Regions from separate parts of the Mus musculus genome. Here all the other regions are linked to region 1. The links are chromatin contacts, called in public HiChIP or PLAC-seq and promoter capture Hi-C maps. All regions are on one chromosome and are shown on one strand. Each heading gives the region's core, a stretch centred on a gene start, on an enhancer-like site or on the middle of the called end of the contact. The rest is flanking DNA. Distances are from core to core; before and after follow the strand shown.

Evidence for each region. Promoter capture Hi-C pulls out the DNA fragments that hold promoters and counts their contacts. HiChIP or PLAC-seq counts read pairs in DNA pulled down with a chosen protein or histone mark.
Region 2: a contact with region 1 is called in a promoter capture Hi-C map of liver, with 2.7 times the contacts expected there. The contact joins the promoter of Rab24 here to the promoter of Macroh2a1 in region 1. A contact is called at or near these places in 2 of 39 promoter capture datasets (liver and pre-B cells).
Region 3: a contact with region 1 is called in an H3K27ac HiChIP or PLAC-seq map of microglia, with 6 times the contacts expected there. The contact joins the promoter of Rgs14 here to the promoter of Macroh2a1 in region 1. A contact is called at or near these places in 1 of 39 promoter capture datasets (pre-B cells) and 1 of 115 datasets of contacts at active chromatin or transcription factors (microglia).
Region 4: a promoter capture Hi-C map of stem cell-derived epiblast-like cells shows a contact between it and region 1, with 3 times the contacts expected there. The contact joins the promoter of Fam193b here to the promoter of Macroh2a1 in region 1. A contact is called at or near these places in 8 of 39 promoter capture datasets (cranial neural crest, frontonasal cranial neural crest, liver and 4 more) and 2 of 115 datasets of contacts at active chromatin or transcription factors (bone marrow-derived macrophages and embryonic stem cells).

What each region holds. Positions count from the first base shown.
Region 1 is chr13:56,133,933-56,137,015 of GRCm38.p6, reverse strand. Macroh2a1 (macroH2A.1 histone) reads left to right here and starts at 1,466. Exons shown (of 9, transcript NM_001159513.1): 1 at 1,466-1,670.
Region 2 is chr13:55,320,495-55,323,577 of GRCm38.p6, reverse strand. It overlaps Rab24 (RAB24, member RAS oncogene family), which reads left to right and starts at 1,598. Exons shown (of 8, transcript NM_009000.3): 1 at 1,598-2,040; 2 at 2,120-2,188; 3 at 2,398-2,476; 4 at 2,584-2,651; 5 at 2,734-2,833; 6 at 3,025-3,075. The coding sequence starts at 1,924. Prelid1 (PRELI domain containing 1) reads right to left here and starts at 1,523. Exons shown (of 5, transcript NM_025596.5): 1 at 1,297-1,523; 2 at 500-725. The coding sequence starts at 1,388.
Region 3 is chr13:55,368,131-55,371,213 of GRCm38.p6, reverse strand. It overlaps Rgs14 (regulator of G-protein signaling 14), which reads right to left and starts at 1,482. Exons shown (of 15, transcript NM_016758.3): 1 at 1,278-1,482. The coding sequence starts at 1,322.
Region 4 is chr13:55,569,520-55,572,602 of GRCm38.p6, reverse strand. Fam193b (family with sequence similarity 193, member B) reads left to right here and starts at 1,483. Exons shown (of 11, transcript NM_145382.4): 1 at 1,483-2,898. It overlaps Gm31364 (a long non-coding RNA gene), which reads right to left and starts at 1,507. Exons shown (of 2, transcript XR_873486.2): 1 at 1,178-1,507.

The sequences.
Region 1 (3,083 bases), core at 217-2,716:
AGTCCAGCCATTTCCCCTCCATTTTCTGGACTTCATTTTCATACTCCAGCCCATAATAGTTTTGGAGTTTCATGTTTGGAGTACTCCTCCTCAGTACCCGTTCCATGGCTTGCTTGCTCCCTCTACTCCCTCAGGCCTTTCCAGAAATGTTTCTTTCTTACTGAAACTCGCTCTTTTTAAAAGGTTAGATGGACTTACTTTATTCTGTGTGTTTGAGTGTTTTGCCTACTTGTGTGTATGTGCACCCCGTGGTGCCTGATATTCATGGATGTCAGAAGAGTGCACTGGAGCCCCCCCCCCCCCCCCAGTGGAGTTATCAGGACCACACAAATGAATCCTGGGAACAGAATCCTGGCCCTCTGCAAGAGCACGAAGTGCTGTTATACACGGAGCCATCCATCTCTTCAGCCTCAAGACTACCAAATACACCCCTGCTTACCTTTCCTAGGATTTTTTTTTCCTACCTTGTTTCCTCTGAGAATTTATACTCTGTAATGTGTGATTCCTTTGTCTCTTGCCTTTCTTTTCCCACCAGACTGTAAGCTCCAGGAAAGCGGGATGGGGGTAGGGTGGAGTGGGGTGGGGTGGGAGTTGCCAGTTCTGTTCACCATTTCACAACTACACTCAAGTTTATGCATGGTGTGCAGAATGTCCCAGATATTTACTTGAAATAATGAATGCATGGGCCAGGGGCTTTAGACAATGCTTTTTGTGTCTATAAAATGCGCTAGGGTTGGAGAGATGGCCCAGCTGTTAAAGGGTCACAAACCAAAAACCTGCTAATATTCTAGTGTAGCCTGGGCCTGAAGGAGAGTCTTTAGTTTTGTGGATAGATGTTGCTGCCCTTTCTCTGGCTGACACCCACCCCACCACCTTAATATGTAATAAAAGTATCAACTGTTTAAATCAGTAAGTCTCCACTTGGAGCCAGTAGTCAACAAACGTTTGCTTGGTGGAGGTAGCTAACCGATTCCACGAGCAAAGCAAGACCAGACTTTGAGGCCAGCTCTGTAGAATCCCACTGATCAAGGGAGTTGAGCTACGGTAGCTGATCTTGGGGCACACAGCTGCCTTGTATTTAAAAAGTCAGGAGGCTGGATTGAGGCGCGGAGTTGGTGCTGACCGGGCAGAAGAAGATCCCTGGTCACAGCAATTGTTCTACCCTCCCTCTTTGTGGACGAGGCTACTGGGGACAAGGGGACACCAGACACACAGTAGGTGCTCACAGCAGACGCTTGCAGAGCCGCGCTACCTACAGGCACCTTTCTGAGGCCGGACCCCTGCAGCTCCCGCGCGCAGACCGATGCCTGGGGGCGGGGGGGGGGGGCGGCGCAGAGCACCAAGGCCTGGGTACAACCGAGGCTGGCGTCGTTGGCGTCCGCGGCCCGAGGCAGGCCGGGGTCAAGGCCGGGGCGCCGAGTGGCGCGGGGAGGGGTGGCCGGACGCGCGAGGCCGGGAAGGGATGTGACGAGCGGCGCGCTGTGCATTGTGGGAATCCCGGGGCCGCCGCGAGTGGTTCCAGTTCACTGGTTCCAGCGGAGCCGGGCGGAGGGCGCGAGCGCGGGACGCGCGGGCGGGAAGCGAGGAGGCGTGGGCGGCCAGGCAGGAGTGCGGAGCGGACCGGCGCAAGCGGCCGACCGGCCTCGGGCCCCTCACCGTGCAGCCGCCCGGTAAGTGCCGCGCGGGCCTCGGAGCCGCAGGCTGCCGGTCCGCCCCGTCTGGGCCCCGCGCGCCCGACTGCTGCCGCGCGCGGGGCACTGCCTGGCGCCCGGGAAGCTCCGGCGGTTACCCTCGGACCTCGGGCCGCCCGGAGTCCGCCAAGGCCCTGCCCGGGGCAGCGTGCGGGTCCGGATGGTTTTGTTCGGAAAGCAAACCCGGAAACCAACTTCGCTCGGAGACGCACCCCTACCCCCGCCGGGGCGCTTTGTGGGCAAGGGGCTGATCGGGTCTCCCCCTCTGCCCGGGAGGGAGAGCCAGGGATGGCGTGGGCCCGAGGGCACCGAGGCCCGGAGGCCGTGACCAGCCGTTCCGCCCGGGCCCGGAGCTGCTGTGCTCAGAGTTTACTTGCTCGTGCGCCGCCGGCCCGCGCGTGCCCTCCCGGGCACAATAAAGTGGGGCGCGAGCCACAGGCCGTTGTGAGGCCGGCTGGTGGGGCACCCGCCGCGAGGCCTGAGCAGGCGAGGCCTGGGGACCACTCGCGGACGGAATCCCAGGCCGGGGCGGGCTGGAGAGGAGCTATGGAAGCCCCGCGGCTCTCGCTCGCCTTTTGTTTGCTTTGTGCTGGGGAGGTGTTATTTTTAAGGTGACTCTGGAAGACTGGAGGCTCCCCGCGCGCAGAGGGACAGCTGAGAGTCTCTGGGGGTGGGGTGAGTAGAGATGGGAGGCGCGGGATGCTGCTGACGGTGTCACCTGACAACAGGTGTGCAAGATGCTGAGCCCAGCGCCCACTCCTGCAGAGACCACCGATATCTCACTGCTGGGCAGAAGATTGCTTGAAAGAGTCTTTGAAGAAATGCAGGGGAAAGTGTTTTCTAGGTTTGACGGTGTAACTTTTGAACAAGCAGTTGAGGCAGATCTCGTCTCCAACAATTACAATCATTATGAAGTCTTTGTAAGATTTTAACGATCTAATAAAACAGCTTAGAAGAATAGACAATTAGAGGGGTTCTCCTCTTCGGTTTCCCTCTTGCTGACACCTCTGTGGTTTGAGGTTTTACTGTTAAAAGAGAGGAAGTGTTTTGTTTGTAGACACTGCAGCATGGAGTCCCAGTTTTGAAAGTCTGTGCTGGAGTGGAAGACAAAAGTCCAAACCCAACTAAATTTCCTGTAGGTTCACCTTAAGGTGTGCAGTCAAAGTTGCGGTTAGTTCTGAAATGGACACCCTCATACTCGCTACTGGAGTTACTACAGCTTGTCCACAATTGACCAATTGAGCAACAGCAACTGGGCTTACACACAACCTCTGACTCGATCAACCTTTTCAACTTGTGGGGATTTTTTCCCCTTAAGGATGAGGAGTCTCCCGAGATTTTAAACTTTCCCTCTTTCTCATTTTGCTACGAGCTAGGTCATAGTTTTCACCA
Region 2 (3,083 bases), core at 349-2,848, 810 kb after region 1:
ACAGCCTCCCTTTCTCGATCAGCATCATTCCTGAAAGCCACCCCCCCCCCCATATGTATGCATGCATGCATGTCACCAACTGACTGCTCTGCGCACAGTACTTGTAACAAGCTTTGAAAAGGGGTGTCAGCCGGGCAGTGGTTGGTGGTGCACGCCTTTAATCCTAGCACTTGGGAGGCAGAGGCAGGTAGATTTCTAAGCTCGAGGACAGCCTGGTCTACAAAATGAGTTCCAGGAGAGCCAGAGTTTCACAGAGAAACCCTGTCTCGGGGAAAAAAAAAAAGAAAAAAAGAACAGGGGTGTCTTTCCCCACCATCTGAGAGCCAAGGGACAGTCCCAGAGAATCTGACCAATCGAAAGGGTAGACCAATCTAAGGGCAGAACTCTAGAGATGCAGCTCATTGGTATTTTAGGCCTGCCTCTGGCCACAGAAGTTCCCACAACTCTCTTGCCTGAAATCTGAAGGGCAACTATTTTGAGGGAGCAAAGGAAGTCTCACCATCAGCCGGGCATGGTTGATGTTCCAGGTGAAGGTGGTCATGGTCTGATTCTGGGGGTCCACAATAGAGTCCTCCAGGATGTACACGGAGTGAGCAACGTTGGCAGGAAACAGTCGCTCTGCCCAACGTGGCATCCTGTTGGTCTTGGTCAGGAGTCTCCGGGACAGTAGCTTCTGGTCGGGGGTCACCTCCCGGTGCACTATGTCTTCGGTTAAGACATGTTTGCTGCAAGAGTTAAAGATGATTCTCAGGAGCCTGCTCTTGACAGCATGTCTACTGGTTCCTATTTAGCGCCTCCAGGTCATGGCTGCCTGCAATCTGTGATCTGTGCCCGGGTTCAGAATTAGAGTACACTGAACCTATCCCCGGGCAAATTCCAACTCCCTCCTCCACCCGACATGGATTCTGTGGCTCTCCAAAGCGAGCAAAATCTCAAGAATTATACCACTAGAGAGCGCCAGCAGCAGGTAAGCAAACCATCCTCAGGATTTCTGGCCCCGAAATACCGCTCAACTCCCGTGCTGCCGCCTCTTCCTGTCCAACCACCTTTGGACTGCAAAATAGAAATCTAGAGCCCAATATAAATCACAAACTAGACAATCTTCTTCGAGGACTTTGGAGGCTTGGACTGATTCTAATCCTATAAGGATTTTGTGCTATAACTGTGGCCACAGTTCCGCAGATAGCCCACATCGGACTCTGTCCAGTCTTTCAAACTCCACTATTGAAGGACAGCCTACGGTGCGATCTCCAGAAGAAGAGAGGAAGGCGACTCGCTCTACCCAACGCCACGTACCTATAGGGATTCGGGTACCGTTGCCAGAAGGCGGCGAACACTTGGTCCCAGGAACTTCGGAGCACGCTCTGGCCCAGGAAATACTTCACCATCGTCCCGACCCGGACGGGCTCAGCACCCGTGCAGCATCAGGGTGAAGAGCCCGGGGGTGGGGGGGACGTGGCTAGGCGCACGCCCGCCAGGCTCGCAGCTCAATCTCCGCAGGACCGCGCCCAGGTCCCTACCGCCGCCATCAGGGGTTATAGGACTGCACGACGCTTCCGGCGCCGGATGCATAGGATCGGCCACTTCCGGCGCCCGCGTCACGTGACCGGGCGTCCCGCCTCTTGGCTTCCAGTCCCAGAGGTGCTGTTTGGAGTTAGCTACGAGGACCCCAGATTCAGTCGGTAACCCCGGCGCAGCGGAGCTTCGGGCGCAGCGGCGGTCGCGCGGGTGAGCACCGCAGGGCTCTGCGGCGCGGTGGAGGGCGCTGTCCGCGTCCCCGCGCCGCGGCTCTGCAAAGGACGGAGCGCCCCGGGCCGAGGCGCCAGGGGCCTGCGAGGTGCGAGGCCCTTGGGGTTGGGGTCTGAGGCTTGGGCTCTGCCTGGGCCGCGCGGACCCTGAAGTGGGTGAGGCGGCCCAGGGAGCATGAGCGGGCAGCGCGTGGACGTTAAGGTGGTTATGCTGGGCAAGGAATACGTGGGCAAGACGAGCCTGGTGGAACGATACGTGCACGACCGCTTCTTGGTGGGGCCCTATCAGAACGTGAGTGCACCCCTGCGGAGCAGGCATGGGAGGAAGGGGTCCGGCCAGTATTCCACACTTATCTCTTCCCTGGTTGTAGACCATCGGGGCTGCTTTCGTGGCCAAGGTGATGTGCGTTGGAGACCGGACGGTGACTCTGGGCATTTGGGTAAGTCCCTTGAGAACAGAGTCTTGTGCAAACCTGTCTCCCGAATTTAATGTCTTGCCTCTTAAACCAGCCAACTGGAGCCTCATAGAGGTCGTTTTTCCTTCCTCACACCCATTTACTCGTCTAAAAAAAGGAGGGGGGGTTGTCTGGAAGATGGGGCCTATTTTGTAGTCTTGTGAAGGAGCTTATTAACTCCTTTCACCCCTCAGGACACAGCAGGTTCCGAGCGCTACGAAGCCATGAGCAGAATCTATTACCGGGGTGCTAAAGCTGCAATTGTCTGTTATGGTAAGGGGTTGAATTCTGGCGTGTTCAAGTAGTAAGGGTTAGGTTACAGGCCAGCATCAGAGGGAAGCCGCTGATCTTTATGTGTCTCTTGCCTTACCCTTACCAAGACCTCACTGACAGCAGCAGCTTTGAGAGAGCCAAGTTCTGGGTTAAGGAGCTGCGCAGTTTAGAAGAGGTAGGTGGCCAGATATCACAAGAGTAGGGACAGAGACTGTATTGGTCTGTGGAGATAATCTCAGCCTTGTCTTCTGCTACAGGGCTGTCAAATCTACCTGTGTGGCACTAAGAGTGACCTGCTGGAGGAAGACAGGCGGCGCCGTCGTGTAGACTTCCATGATGTTCAGGACTATGCCGATAGTAGCTGTTTTTAAGTCTCTGAGGATGGGGGCTTGGGGGCGGGTACTATCTGCCTGAGTGTATTTCAAAGATGGGAATGACAGTCTTGGTTGCTTTCTGGCCTTCTTGAACCTGTGTGGTTCAGGAGACTGAACTGTTAGCTACATTTAGGTGTGCTCCCCAAGTGTGAAGACAGTCACTTCTCTTTGCAGATATCAAAGCCCAACTCTTTGAAACATCCAGCAAGACAGGCCAAAGTGTGGGTGAGTGT
Region 3 (3,083 bases), core at 233-2,732, 770 kb after region 1:
GGGATGGGCTCTCCACAGACTTTCTAAGTTGGGTTGGTGGTAGAGGAAGTAGGGTGGGGGCTGAGCCAACTTTTGGAATTGGTCTCCCTTCCACCCAAACAGCATGGGGCGTCAGCAAAGGGCTTCCCGACAAAACATGAGAACTAACCTTGGGAACTGGAAGGCAGAGGTGGGAACTGTTTAATGAGATAGAAGATTCTTAAAGAGGGGATGAAAGTACAGGGGTTATCAGGATAACCCTTCCGTAGCCTTTACAATGCTCAAGTGTCTCATATTCATTATGGCACTCAGCAAACAGGACATTGATCAGTTTCTATTTCATTTTACTGATGACGAAACAGGACAGGATCTTTCTTGGGAAAAGACAGCAGAGCTAGAACTGGATCCCAGGTCTCTCTCTCTGGATCCCAGGTTATTCTGGACCCACTGGCTTTATCCCATGGTTCTAGGCTGGGGCCTTAAGATAGAGGTTACCAGGACACTGTTTGGTCCCCCTGGAGTGATCCTGCTAGGTGAGCCAGGTCCCTAAGGAGAAAAGGGAGGCTCAACACAGCCTGTCCTATTTGGTGAATGAAAGAAGAGCCAGAAACTTGGAGACAACTCTAGTCAGGAGTTAAACAGCCTGGAGAAGGTCTAATGGGTTAGGGCTGCAACCAGGGCATCCTATACTAAGTTGCACGCACACACACACACACACACACACACACACATACACACACACACACCCTTCCTGGAAGCTAGGAATAGACCAGACAGAGCTGATCTTCCTGTCCTGCCCTTACTGACCCGTCCTGGGCTGCCCAAAGAACACTAGTTCTGGCAGGCTGCCTCTGGAGCAGGTTGATGCAGTGATCCAGCAAGGGCTGCTCTTAAAACCTTATCTTGGGCACTTAGAGCGTGAGATGAAGAGAGGAGGGCTGAGGGCCTGAGACATAGGGCTTGAGAAGTTTTAGAAGTGACCACTGGATCTCCAGGCTACTCTGTAATCAACTTCAGTAATCCCAGTAGCGGATGAGGGAGCAGCGAGTCCAACCTGCATGTGGAACCAGAGACCTAAGTCTGCTGTGTTCTGGACTAATCCCTGGGGTTGCACCAGACTCCTAGCAGGGCATCTGGAAGGGTCCTAGGGTGACAGCACCAGGTCCCAATGCCAGCAGCTGTCTGTACCCAACTTCTCCAGCCTGCTCCTCTGCAACCCTGCTGGGTGTGCCTCCTGGACTCCACCCTGGGTGTGCCCACCCCCCTCCCTGTGGCTCTGGCTCAGAGCCCACACTCACCATGCGCCCGTTGGGGACACCCAAGTGCTTGGGCTTCCCTGGCATACCGCCGTTGATCACAGGTCCCCTCCACGGGGGGCCACCCACCACAAGGATCGCGGAAGCACTCTCTTGGGGTGGCAAGCAGGCAGTGGAGAGAGAGAGCTCTGCTCCTCCGGGCCCTTACATCCTGAAACACCAGCTCACTACCTCTTTTCTCTGCCACAGGAAGTGTCTCTATAGAAACCAAACCACAGAAAGAAGCAAGGTCTAAGAGAGCGAATGTCTCTTCCTACTCTCATACACACACACACACACACACACACACACACACACACACACGTTCATGCACACACACATGCCGCCAACGCACCCTCGGTTGCACACCATGCAAGCACCAACAGCCAGCAGGAGCCTCCTTTTGCCCAGCGAGGTACCTGGAGTGTTCAATCTGAAGGCTCCAAGGATGTGTCAGCATGCTGAAGTGCATGCTCATACAACTAGACACTTGTGGAGCAGACAGTCTGGGGGGGGGTTCCATGGACATGGGGCATGTGTTCCGAGTCCTAGGCATCCACAAAAGTGCATTGTTCACTACTCATTTACCTTCTATGTCCCAGGCTTATGCATGCTTAGCAACCCTAGCTCAGGCAGTTTGCATGCGGAGACTGCTGCCCCTAGGCTGTCATCTGATAGCCAGGTGAGCAAAGAGGTAATCACATCACCTGTGTGACCATGCATGTGGGCATGCTGTGTCACGAGGGCACCTGAATCTTCAGGCATACACACTCGAATCTGGGCAGGGTAGCACATGTATGTAATGCCAGCCCTTGTGAGGCAGAGGCAGGAATAACAGTTTGAGGTCAGACTTAGTTACAGGAAACTCAATCTGGATCTATACTATGTCTGTATCTATATCTAAATGTAAACAAAATAAGATAGATAGTGTATAGTGCCTTGGATGGGTGCATATGATAGGCATGCCTATGTATAGTCAGACACCCCAGGGGCTGGGTATGCACACATGCACTGAAGGGTAGGAGAATGGATTGGGTATATCCATACCAAAGAGGTAAAGTAAGCCATACTCAGTAGAAAGCCCACCTCTGTGCAGAACTGTCTTAGCTCAGACTCCAAAAAGCAGGTGGAGCTCTTTGAGTGCAAGGCCAGCCTCATTTACATATCAGCCAGGACTACATAACGATACCTGGTCAACAAACAAACAAACAAAGGAAAACAAACCGGGCTGTAGAGATGGCTCAGTGGTTAAGAGCACTGGCTACTCTTCCAGAGTTCCATTCCTGGTCACCACATGGTAGTTCACAACTGCTCCTGACTTCAGTTCCAGAGGACCAGATGCCCTCTTCTGGCCTCTGAGGGTACCAGGTATGCAGATGGTATACAGACACCCAGGCAGGCAAAACGGTCATACACATAAAAATAGTTTTTAAATTATTAAGAAAAAAAAATGCCATGTGCTGGGTGGCCGGGACAACAGACGCTCAGTTCTCACCATTCCGGAGGTGGCACGTCCAGGCTCAAGCCCTGACACACTTGTGCTCTGACGAGTCATGGCTTGCAGACGGCCATCTTTTTGCTGTGCCCACGTGTCAGAAAGCAGAGAGATAGGGAGCATACTGTCTCCTGTCCTGTTTTATAAAGGACACTTGTCTCATCATATCCGGTCCCTCTCCTGCGTGATATACTTTCCGACCAAAGGCTCCACCTCCAACATTTCTGAATATTAATAAAATGAGTGGTTAGCCTTTCAATATGTGTAAAGGGAAGCATTCTTTGAAAAAGTTTGTTCCTGGGCTGGAGAGATGG
Region 4 (3,083 bases), core at 234-2,733, 560 kb after region 1:
CACACACACACACACACACACACACACACACAGAAATGTTGGGCCTGAGGTCACACAAATAATGAGGCACAGGCCGCCACAATCCAAAGTCAAACAAAAGCAGCTTTTATTCACCAAGGGAAACTCTCACCAAGAGATCTAGCTGGACTAGAGATGCAGTTAGGCTCGGGAGCTGAAGCAATGAGCCCAAGAAGTGGGCTCACAGGCCTTTTAAAGCAGAAAACCACAACCAGGTATGAAGTGGAAGATTAGGGTGAGGGTCTAGGCAACCTTTACCATGGTTGGTTGTGGTTAGGGGGCTTTCCAGAGGTCCTGGTTCCTGATTGGTCTGTGGTGGCCCCTAGGTATTCCAGGGAAAGAAGGGTGGCAACTGTTTCAGGATCTTGGAGAAAAGGCCAGATGTTCCTCCCCTTCCCTGAGTGGTAGACTCTAGAACATTTGTGGTTTTTCTTGGAATTGGGGCCATGCAAAACGGAGGACAGACTTCAAGATGGAGCAAGTTAGGCCAAAGAAGTTTAACCCAGTCCCACCGACACACACACATACACACACATACCTATTAAAACAATAAGATAAATAGAGCAATTTTTAAAAATTGATTTACTTCTTGGTAGTCAAAGTTTCAGATTTTGTTCTGATTGATGTTATCAATATAAATTCCACGTGTAACTACTAAAAAGTTCCAGTTTCACTCGACAAGGCATAAGACAGCATTGGAAACTTAAAAAAAAAATACATATATTTTTTTGTTCCATGTGCCTGAATTTTTCTCCCCCTGTGGGAAGAAAATGGGTGGAGATGACATATTAACAACTAAAATGCTGAGCTATTAAAACATTTCTAATTTTGCTTTGTGGGTTAAAGACCTCTCTCGCACATACCACTTAAAAAAAAAAAAAAACATTGCCAGAGTATGTGCTTTAATCATTTCATCCTTGTCACGCCGATCCTATTATCTATTTAAGTGACCCCCTTCCCCATCAGCCTCAAGAACGACCTGAGTCTGGGTCCTGCAGTTCTGAGCACAGAACGTGGGGCTCCCAGTAAACGACAAGTAAAGACCTGCCTATTCTTTCGCCTCAGGCTGACCACAGGTGTGGTGGGATGATATCTAGGAATCTATGGTAGGCATTTTGCAGCCAGTGCTTGTCCATTGCAAAATGGGAATAATTCGTACCTGTTTCCAAGTGATTTAGGGAGGAGCCAAGAGATGAGCGTGAAAAGTTCGCAGCAAAAAGATTAGTAACTCACTCATTATTTAATGGATAATTAAGCTCCTAGGCCCGCTATTACAGAGCCCAATGTGTTTCTCCAGCCGATCGCAGCCTTTCGGACTAGTGCTTAGGACAGGATCTCGCCCGGGGCTGGTCTCCTGCGAAGCCCAGCGAGGTGGCCTTATTAAAAATGGCGCTGGCGGCTTCCGTGGCGACTGCGGCGGCGCGGACTGAGTGTGCCCTCTGACCTGTTGGCAGCAGGCGGGGAGGGGCGCCGGGCGCCGCCATATTGGCTGTTGTCCTGTGAGGGGAGCGGCGGCGGCGGCGGCGGCGGCGGCGGCGGCGGCGGCGGCGGAGGCGCGAGAGGAGCCAGCGAGCGGGGGAGCGGCGCAAGAGGCAGCATGACTCGGAGGCGGAGCAGGCCAAGCGGCGGCGCGGGCCGGCGGGAGCGGGCGCGGGCCGCGGGGCTGCAGAAGCCCCAGGCGCCCGAGCCGCAGCCGCCGCCGCCGAGCCTGGAAGCGGGAGCCGGTGCAGGGCCCCCGGAGGTGCCCGCCGAGCTGGATTGCGACGGTCCCCGAGAGGAAGAAGAGCCCAAGCTGGCTCCAGGCCCTCAGGTAGGATCGAGCAAAACGACTCCGACTGCCGGGCTGCTTACACCTCCCCAGAGCGGGAGCGGGAGTGGGGCGGGAGTGGGCATGGACCATACTGTGGGTCTGGGACCAAATCCCAAGTCCGGGGCAGATGCTTTCAACCCGCTTGCCGGGAGTGGAAGCTGGACCCCTCTCCAAAGCCAAAGCTCAGCCAACCCTCTTGCGACCCTTGTAAAGCTACCCGTTCAGGCCCTGCTCCGGAGCTAAATCTTCTGACCATTTATGCTCTCTGGGACTCGCTCAGGTCCCGAGACCACCGCTTAGTTCTCTGCCCTCCACTTCCCTTTGGAGCCACCTGATTCCCCCCTATCCCCTAGCCCCTAAAAGACCATCATCTCAGGGCGCTGGAACCTGCAAGGCTGCAGCCTCTGTGCGCCCCTCCACCCCCGCCCCCAGCAGCTTCATCCCTTCCCCTGCACGGTCTGCAGCCGCTACCCTCAACAGCTGTACCTCTCTGCATCTGCCTTCCGGGACCTCTCTCCTTTCCCTACCCAGCAGAACAGTTGGCGGCCCCAAAGACTGTTAGAATAACTCCACTAAAGAGGAAACCCTTGTTCTCCTCCTATCTCCTGTCCCATAAGGAGCCCCCACTCCCACCTCCAACCCCCGCCAGTCCACTAGTTTGGTGAATCCTGCGAGACTAAGAGTATTTGGGAGGATTCTCGGAAGCTTCCAGCTTGCCACCTGGAAGGTCACTTTCTTTTGAGCAAAAAGGAGCAAACAGGAGAGGCGGGGGTGGCGTGGGCCACAGTTGCTCAGGGAGGGTTGTGGCACCCGGGGCTGGGTGGCTCACCCTAAGCTTGCTCTGACAAAAGAGTTTTGAGTTGGTTTTTTGGCTGAGCCTGCCAAGGAAGGCAGGCCCCTGCAGGAGTCTTGGAGGGTCGGATGCAGCGCCCGGATGAGGACGAGGCGTGGCGGAAGATGCGTTTGGCTCTGCAGACACTGCATCGGGCAGCAGGGGACTCTGGGAGGCTGGTGCAGCCTGAAGGCATGGCTCTTGACAGCCTTCTAGTAGAATCTCTGGAATTGTGCATGTGAGTGGGGATGCCATTTGGGGTACCATTCCTGGAACGCTTTCCCTGACCTCCCCAGTTAAACCAAGTGCCCCCTCTGTGCCCACCACCCTCTTTGCTTCCCTTCAATGGCACCACTCCTTCTGTGATGAAACTTGTTGATGTGTCTGTCCCAAGCACTGAACAGTGAACACCACGGGCTGGGA